2 separate regions of the Canis lupus genome follow, and region 1 is linked to region 2. The links are chromatin contacts, called in public Hi-C maps. All regions are on one chromosome and are shown on one strand. Each heading gives the region's core, a stretch centred on a gene start, on an enhancer-like site or on the middle of the called end of the contact. The rest is flanking DNA. Distances are from core to core; before and after follow the strand shown. Region 1 has its middle 15 kb from the start of NRP2. Region 2 has its middle 190 kb from the start of PARD3B.

Evidence for each region. A called contact is a pair of places that touch in the nucleus more often than the background predicts.
Region 1: a Hi-C map of skin fibroblasts shows a contact between it and region 2, with 3 times the contacts expected there. The contact joins two enhancer-like sites. A contact is called at or near these places in 2 of 9 Hi-C or Micro-C datasets (amygdala and skin fibroblasts).

The regions. Positions count from the first base shown.
Region 1 is chr37:14,133,813-14,138,808 of UU_Cfam_GSD_1.0, reverse strand. No RefSeq gene overlaps it. Among named protein-coding and RNA genes, the nearest start is that of NRP2, 15 kb to the left of the region's middle. Within about 2 kb of position 2,443, at least 2 of the 20 cell types and tissues checked have an H3K27ac peak or open chromatin away from gene starts, as enhancers often do.
Region 2 is chr37:12,919,930-12,924,342 of UU_Cfam_GSD_1.0, reverse strand. No RefSeq gene overlaps it. Among named protein-coding and RNA genes, the nearest start is that of PARD3B, 190 kb to the left of the region's middle. Within about 2 kb of position 2,277, at least 3 of the 20 cell types and tissues checked have an H3K27ac peak or open chromatin away from gene starts, as enhancers often do.

The DNA.
Region 1 (4,996 bases), core at 1,194-3,693, 1.2 Mb before region 2:
GTTTCTTCCTCTATAAAACGAGGGGGTTGGACTAGACAGGTCTCCCTGGAAGATTAGTCTTTCTTCTATTCCATGGTTCTATGAAGCATCAGCTCACTGGACATTTGCATCAATAGCCCCCTCTCAATGTGTGTTCTTTCAGAGGTGGTTGGCTTTACATGATTTCAAATGGTCATCCATACTTTAGAAGAAAGAGCCTGGCAATTTATAGGTTAGTACCCTTTGTCCCAAAGCAGCAGGGTTAGGCACAGGGGCAGGAATACAAACAGCATGAAGGTCAAAGGTCATGACCTCTCTGGGTAAAAACCAAGACCGTTGCATACCTGTGTGGCATTAGAGTCTGGATTTGGGCCAGTCACAAGGTATTTTCCCCCTGGAGTATACTGTTACTGGGTCACCAGGGGAGACCAGGCAGTGAAATGGAGTTCAGGCTGCAGCTCTTCAAATGACTAGAGAAAGAAAATTGGGCAAACTGAAAAGTGAAGGTTCTGGTGCACGTAAGTGTTGTTTCAGAGACCATTTACCAGCGTCAGTGTGCGGTAACAAACTTGGTCTATTTCCCTGAAATATATGGAGCTTAAACAGTGATATGAAATCTTAGACCAACGTTAAGGAACAGTGGGATGCTGGGAGAGGCGCACCTCGACACAGGAATTTGAAAATGCTCTTCTGTACATATAGCACCATTTGGGCAGGAGGAGGGTCCTGAGGAGTATCAAGAAATTATGGTTCTTCTGGAAGAGAGAGGAAAACGTGGCGGTGGTGGTAGGATGAGATTGCTCGACGGATGTGGTTGGTACCCTGCATCTGGGCTTCCATTTGACCAAGTGGCAAAAGTGACTCTACTTAGTGCTGAAAACAAATAAACAAAAAGCCCCAGGCCGGAAAACACACACATACACACACTGAGAAATCTTAAAAGTGATGCTCTGGGGCACGTCCCTCAAGGATAAGTCAACAGAAGAGTAATCTGTATGTGACCAAAGGTTGTGAGGAGGTTGATATCCTTTTAGCTGAAGAAGGTCCCAAAGGCTTGCCAGCAGGGACAGTAGGAATCTCATCTATAAACTTAGGAAAACCTATGGGCAGAAGGTAAACTCTTGCAGCGTGAGGCTCCTGATCTATTTAGAATGTGCCCATAAGTGAAGGAATTCAGAGAGCAGACGACAGCGATTTGCCTCTTAAAGTCAAGCCTACACTGTGTCTTTCTTTCCTTCTCTTGACCACAAGGTCTTGACAAAGGTTCCCGTTGCCTTAACCAACAGAAGAAATGGGAACAGCCAAGAACATCTGTCCCTCGTGCCCCCAAAGATTTCTGAGGCACACAAGAGGAAGCTTTGGGAAGGCCGACAGCCTGGGAATGAAGGGGAGGTAGGGAATTAGGGAGAGCAAAGAAGACCCAGTTGCCGTTGTGTGTGTGTGTGAGAGAGAGAGAGAGATGAGGAGGGAGGTAAGAAGTGAAGAGTGTGGCATGAGGAAGGGATAAGAAAATCTTTGAAGGACATTGAGTGCTGCCTGAAGAAATAGCAGTGAGGTGTTGCCCCAAAAATCTGGACAGTGCAAGTCCATGAAACCCTATAGTTGGAATAAGCTGGTTAGCTCCTCTGTGGGACTCTTCCCCAAACTTTAATGTCCCTGAGATAGCGGGTATTATTGGTCCCAATTATTCTCCTCATTAGCTGCAAAAGGATGATACATCTTTCCTTTGCTCTGTGGTGTGCAGTGCCTTCTCTAAGGTTTAGTGCATGTCTCTACCCTTTTGATGTTAGACTTGACCATGTAATGTGCTTTGGCCGTTGGAATCTGAGTGGAAGTGCCACGGTGTAACCTGCAAGCAGATACTTGGAGAGCTCTCGTGAGGGTCAGTGTTGCCCTTTGCCATGAGAATGGCAGGTACCAGCCAAGGGCTGCCCCATCAGCCTAGATCCCGGCACGAGGAGGAAACAGAGAGCAGAGCTGAGCTGCAGGTGAGCCATGCTGATGTGTGCCGAGAGCGAGCCACAAACCTCACCATGTAGGTCACTGAGATCTTGGGGGTTGTGACAGCATAAGGTCTTGGACGCAGATTATGCAAACCTGCTTTACGTGGTATGGGTGCTCCCTGTGATCCTGGAACAATGTGATAGAGGCAGTGGGACTTAGCCCACTCTGAGGAGGTGTGACCTAGCCAGAAGGAGGTGTCCTTGGCCCTGCAGATGGGTCGGGAGATCAGAGGAGGTCTCTGCAATCACCTGACCAGCTAAGCAGTCAGATCAATGTTCCTGTCCTTGTTTCCTCTCCCCACAGGAGAGCTATAGTCACATCTTGTGGGGCCGAGAGAAGGACTCTGTGCCTTCTTTGTGAAGTCTTTAAAGAGGAAATAACTGGGGGAACTGACCCAGAAAAGGGGAAGTTTAGGGCAGAGGGATTCCTTGAACAGAGTGCAGGAAATTCCACTGAGTCAGTGTAGATGACCATGAGATGAGCAGTTTTGTTCTGGAGGTGGGCGTGGGCAGAGAGGGAGCTACGGTTCCAAGAATGAAGACTCTGGCTTTTTCACAAACCTTAAAAGGGAGAAAAACTGAAAAAGAAGCTACCAATCCTACTGAGAGAGAAAAAAAAACCTGTCGCCTGATAGTGGCACTCATCGGGTTACTTGTAACAGAGTCTTCCCACAGAAACTCAAACTTTTCTTCACTCAGTGGAACACTCACCAAGCTTCATGTCATCAATGAAGGCTTCCCGTGAACCATTATGTGAAAGAAGTTTGTGTGGTTTCTTAATAATTTGTGATAGAGCTGAAGTAGAAATCTCTCTCCATTTCACTGGACAGGGTGTGACGGAAGCTATGTTGGGTGGGAGGTAGGACTAGACGACCTCTCAAACTCTTCCGACTCAAACAGATTAATATTTATTATTCAGTGCTATAACTTATGACATTAAAATGTCAAAATTGACTTAATTAGGGCAAACAAGCAGAATTAAATCTGAAATGCAAACATACCATTTTATCGTCTTTATCCCTGTAAGCCACATCAAATTATTTATAGGAATAAAGCTGGGTGTAAATGACTGAATGAAGGAGTAAAACGTCATGTTGCTACCTAATGCCATATTCTACTAGTATGAGCGAGCCCTAGCAAGTTTTGAGAGGTGTAAGACCACGGAAGTGGAACCTTCAATCATGGGGAAAATTCTCATAGATGTGGGTGAGGAGGGAAAAGGACTGGCAGTGTGTCTAAGGTTCATGAGTTCCAACACTTCTACAAAATGCTGGAAGTGGTTCAAAAGAAAAGTAAACCATTAGGTGGTTCCCAGCAGGCACTGGTGCATTCCAACGAGAGACGTGCCATTGCTATGGCTTTACGTTAATTTCTTTTTCATCCCAAATGTTCATTTTAGTCTCCTGAGAGGATTTCCCCCCCTGGTGTGACAAATTTTCCAATTTTGTAATGGAAGCCAGGAGAAAATGGAATTCTCTTTATAGAAATCCATTTTGTAGCCAACTTTCTTGAGATGCATCTATCCCTGAAAGCAATTTTCTTCATCCAGTAGAGGCGGCTGAGGTGTTTAGGGCCGGCTAAGTGGATCGCTGACAATTTGCTCCTAGAGCTTGTGGGGGATTTAACAGCAGGGCCTTGTGGGGGAAATGTGTTGAGAGCCATCCTCTCCAGGCCTTTCTCTAGCTGCACTGAGTTCTGTTTTCAGAAAAGTGATTGCACAACGGGGTAGGCAGGATATGGGTAGTGGAGGGAGTCACTTCAACGCCCCAAGGCACGAGGTCAGTTACCCTTTAATATCTTCAGCATGCTTCAGAGGCTTCCTGGTAAGCTGCATATCATAGCCAGGTGCATGGAAGACAAGTCAACAGACCAGAGTGGTGTCAAGGTACGTCTCTGTCACAGATCAGACTGGCCACAGAGGATTTGTAAGGAAGTAGAAGGAGTTTTCTAACGAGGACTAGAACTCATGTCTGGCTGGCTCCTTGCCCTGGCTTACGTTCCAATACTGCCTCTTTGGGGGCACATTTGTGATTATGTAATGGCAAAACAAAGCGTTTGGTAGTAAATTAAATCAGTTTTATACTATGTGGGTGACTTGCATGCAGTATATACCGCCAGGCTTTGATGCGTTCCAATGTGGGAAATGTACTCTTGAAGCATAACAACTGGCTCTTCTCCATCTGTTCATGTTCCCCATTTGACTCATCCCTCCTCTGTAAATACTCTCTGACTTGTTAGCAAGTTGAACAAATTTCAAAGCTCTATGAATGAAGTGCATGTAGGTCAGGAGTTACCTTATGGGAGCCTCAGCGGACGTATAAACTTGCCTTACCATGAGAATTGTTTCATCCATTTGACACTCATGAACAACTATGTTTCTCACACAAGCAAAGGGATGCAAATAAAGATCAGATGAGGGCTAGTGGGGAAGGAAATCAGCGAAAAAGTAAAAGTTTATGTCCAAACATAGAGAGCAAAAACCTACCATTGGGACACAATAAAGAAAAATAAATGCTCATGAAAGTAACAAAACAGAAAAAAAAAAACATTGACAAGAACGAAAGGAAGAGCTCTGTGATTCTTAACCGAAGCTTGATGGGGTCCCTGGTCTCTTCTCGCTGGTTTTCGTAACAGTGTCTCGGAACACCATCCGTGACTTGCCGTGGCGGTGACACACCATCACGGACTTTCACGGTCATGCCACCTGCTGCCTAACCCCACAGGACAGTGATTCAGTGTGGCGAAACAAGCACCCAATTTCACAGCCAGAACAATCAGAAAAACTATAAAGTGCACCTTGTGTGGTAGAGGAGAGGGGATGGATGCTGTATCTCTACACCCACAGTTGAATGAGTGCTCTAAGGCCGACTTCCCCCTTAATAATATTAGCTTACATTTTTTGAGTATCTGCTATGATCTGGACACTATTCTATCTGTTCTACCGGCACCAATTTAATTTTCACAGTAATGAGGTAGCCTTATTTTTGGCCCATTTTTACAGATAAGGAGGATGA
Region 2 (4,413 bases), core at 1,028-3,527:
GCCCGGCCCCATGCATTTCACCTCCCCCCGGATGCTCTTGCCTGCCCTGCTGCTTCCCTTCTTTCTGGCGCTTGGGACTGAGAGCTGTCAGTGACGCCCCACGTCCTCAGGTGTCAGCTCATGAATTGAGAGCCCTTCCCGGCCAGCAGGCACCCAGGATCGCTGCACCCCGCGTCCTGCAGAACCCGCAGCAGCACAGGGGAGCCGCGCAGCCAACCAATCCGGGGGGGGGGGAGCACCGTTCATTCCTGGTTTTCATCCTTCTTCAGAACAAACCCCGTTTTGCAGCTGAGAGACAGAGGCTTGCCGAGCTGAAGTCCTCTGCTCTGCCCAGAACGTAGTGGAAACAGAGTTCACACCTGGGAGCCCAACTTCAAAGGCTTCACCCAGCACTCTGCTGCTAGGCGCCCCGGGAGTGGGGGTCCTCAGACCACACTTTCCTGCCTCCTTGTTTGGGAAGAACAGCTAACGACTCCGTTCAGTCACTGGGAAACCTTCCCCTAGTGTAGGAGGCAAGGACTGAATCAAAAATTATGTCTCGTTTCCCCCATCCCTCTCCCTTGGACTGGGGTTCAGTCATTTCTCCCCCAAGTCTGCCTCTGGATCAGCACAGCCCTCCAGGAGCCTCCTTCTCCCCTCCCACAAGGCAAATGATGACATTAGCCGTGACTTCTTAGCTTGAGGAAGAATCTGTAGCAAACGGAGCCCCAGGAACCAGCAGCAGCAACAGCGCCACCTTCACCAAGTACTCTAAGTGCCTGTCACTGGTTTCCTAACAAATGGCTTCATTGGGACTCTCTCTCCTCCAGGTCAGCCACTGCATGTCCACTCCAGGCTGCTAAGGGCCACGCTCCTGCACTCTCTTTCCTGCTCTGGAAAATGACACTGAAACCATAATGAGTCTGGAGGAAGTCAACCAGACAGGAAATGAAGCCACTTGGGTGCTGGTGCTTGGGGAAGAGTTTTGGAAGACCGCTCGTCCCTTGGGGAGGCGCCTGTTGATGCAAGTGGGGCCAGCCATTCTTTGCTCTCTTGCTGTTGGGAAAGGCAGGTGCACACTGATTTCCAAATGAGCTTCAAGCAAAGAGGACAGGTAGGGGGGGACACCGGGAGGCCACTCTGACAAGGGCTGGCGGTGATGTAAGATGAGCTTTGGTCAGGATTTCCTGGGGCAAGAGCAGGGCTGTCCGACTGTATTTTTAGATGGTCTTGATATTTTTAGTGAAAGTCCCAGAGCATCTCCATTTTGGGGGGCTAGGGGTGGGGGGAGGGATGATTTCCTGCGGTTAGTCATTTCCTCTCTGCTGGTGAAGAGATTGAGCCATGCTCCTCTGTCACAGGAAGTGCCCGGTGATGGTAAACACTGCTGACATAATGGGAATGCACACTGCTGGTGTGTCAGTGTACACACACGCCTTCCTGGCCCCTGGGCCAGGTGAGTGGAGGCTGCTTCCTGTTTTCAGCTCTAGGAGGAACTTTCAACCTCTGAGAGCTGCTCTGGAGAATCAATCACAAGGCCTGCTGGGAGAAGCAGCCAGGACCAGACACCAGAAAGTGATTTGGTGGCAAGAATTGTTGGATGTGCCCCCGCAGCTCGCAGGACTGCTTAGTCATGGCGCGTTCTATGAGGCGTAGAGGAAACCCAAGTGGGGCTGAGTCCAATATCATAAAGCCATCCTGGTCTGAAGCTTGCTTATGAGCCAGAGATGACCTTAGCGCCTGGGTCGCCTCCACTCCTGACTTCCCTCAGTGGGTCCTACCGATTTCACCTCTGAGATTTCTGAATCTGGTTCCTCCACTCTACCTCTGGGATGTCAAAGACGGCATCAGACCTCCTAGAGATTAGTCAAGTCACCCGCTCTTCCACGCGGTCCCCCCTCCGTGTGGCTGGTAGATGTAGCATGGGGAAACGCGTGGCAGCTTTGTCACCATTCCCCTGCTGCCATGTCCATAGTAGACAAGGCTAATCGGTCATGGCACTTTCACTGCTGAGCCCAGACATGGGTGATCGCACAGTCTTTCTTAACGTTGTCCTTCAAGCTCTCATGACCCATCAATTGGAACTGGCATTTGACGTAAAGTCAATTTGCCACCTTGGTGCTTGTGTTATCTTCCTAAAAACGAAATCCGATGGTGTCTCTTCCCTAATGTGAGACTTTTTCTGTCTCCCTAGTGCCTTCCAAACGAATTTGGACTCCCTGGCACGGTGCACAGGGCCTTCCACGGCCTCCCCTCTCCCTAGTTGCAGAGTTTCAGCTTCTTGCCTCCCCTCCCTTGACTTCTGGCCCCAAACATGGACCCCAGGAAACTTCTTATTCTTTTCCAAATATGCTCTGCTTTTACATGGCTCTTGGCCTTCCACAGGGTGTTCTTGCTTTCTATATTTTCATTTGTCCTTTCTCCATTTTGCAAACTCTTACTTGTTTTTTCAAATCCTCAATATTCCTCTCCTGATATGTCTCCACGATTCCACTCAGCAAAGCCAGTGGCCCCTCTTCTGTGTTCTCCTAGGCTTCTGTTTTTACTTCTACTAAAGCATTTGTTATTCTATCATTTGGTATATATGTTATAATATGTTGTGATTATTATAATAATTACATTTATTGTAATTATGATCAGATATTTGCTTGTTTATTTGATACATTTCCTGGCTACCTTCTCTGGGTTGTGTTAGTAATAGGTAAATTAACACAGAGAATAGATGTTTAATGAACTCTTTTGCAATGAGCGAATAAATGATATTTATTTCATTGCTAATCTATGCTGCCTTTAGCCATTTATTTATTTATTTATTTATTTATTTATTTATTTATTTATTTATGAGCGAGCACAAGGAGGGGAAGTGGCAGAGGAGGAAGGAAGAACAGGGATCAAGGATCAATCCCAGGACCCTGGGATCATGACCTGAACTGAGGGCAGATGCTTAGCAGATCGAGCCACCCAGACACTGTAGCCCTTTTATCTTTAGAGTAACTTCCTCTGAATTCCAGAAGCCCATGAGCAGGACTTCAATCTTTCCCTAAGTCCTATAGAAACTATGAAAATAAGTATTTTCAAGACTTACATTTACAAATTTCAACCCAGATACAGAATTTTACCTGAATGTATATATGATTACATAATGTCAGTCATACCCTTTTTTCACCTTTTTTTGCTTGAATTCCTTCCCCACTCCATCTTATAATTGGCACCTCTAGGTTGACCTACCCAGTTTACTTGAGGTTGGCCCTGGCTTAGCAGTGAAAACCCCCCATCCTGGAAAAGCCCGGAGTCGCAGGCAAACCAGGGTGGATGGTTACTCTCCTTCATCATACTTCTATGTTTCCTTCCTAAGTAAGCAATGTTGTAAATGTGTGTTCTTCTGTATTTTTCTCGCTATAATATAGTACTCTTATAGTTGCCATTGTTGTTTTATAAAATGAGGTTATAGTCTACATTCTATTAGATTCTGTATTATTATATTACCTTATATTATGTCAGATACTTTTCTTTAACTCGTCCACTAACAAAACTATGTAAAAAAATTAAGTCAACTGATACAGCTCTGGGTCATTCTCCTTACTACTCTATGCTGTGACTATTCCATAATATTTTGGGTGTTTGCTTACTGATGGGCATTTATGTTGTTTCCAGGTTGTTGTCTTTTTTTTTTTTTTTTGAATAGTGATGATACACACACACACACACACACACACGTATCTTCATGTATTGGTGCTTTTATTTTTATGAGATAAATAACTTTCAACAGCAGAATTGCTGAGTTGAATAGTAAATGTAATTTCAATTTTTATAATTATTGCTAAATTGCTTTCCTAAATAGCTATAACACTCCACATTTCTGTCATGGTATGTAAGAACACCCTTTCCATCACATCCCCACCAGTCCACCATCACTTGGTGTGATAATTCTTACTAATTTGTCTGTCTGATGGTTATAAAATGGCATCTCATTGTTACTTTAATTTGCATTTCCCTGACTACTAGTGATTTTGAGCATTTAGAAAATGCATTTGGCCATTTCAATGTGCTGATCTTCAGTGATTTGTCTATTTGTATCTTTTACCTACATTTCTGTGGGATTAACTTATTGACAATATTAAGAGGATTTGGTATGTTGCAGATACCATCTCTTTTAAAATCTGTTAGTTACGTTTTCCCAGCTCTGATATTTGCCTGTGATTTTATTTATTGGATCTTCTGCAATACAAATACTCTGGATATTTTATATATTTAAATGTGCCAATCTTTTCTTACCTAGCTTCTAAATTCCTAGTCTTGGCTTGACAGTTCTCCTCAACCTGTAGATTACATGTGTGGTACATTTCACTGACTTGAAATACTTTTTTTTTTTTTTACATTTATTTATTTATTTATTTTTATTTATTTATTAAGATTTTATTTATTTATTCATGA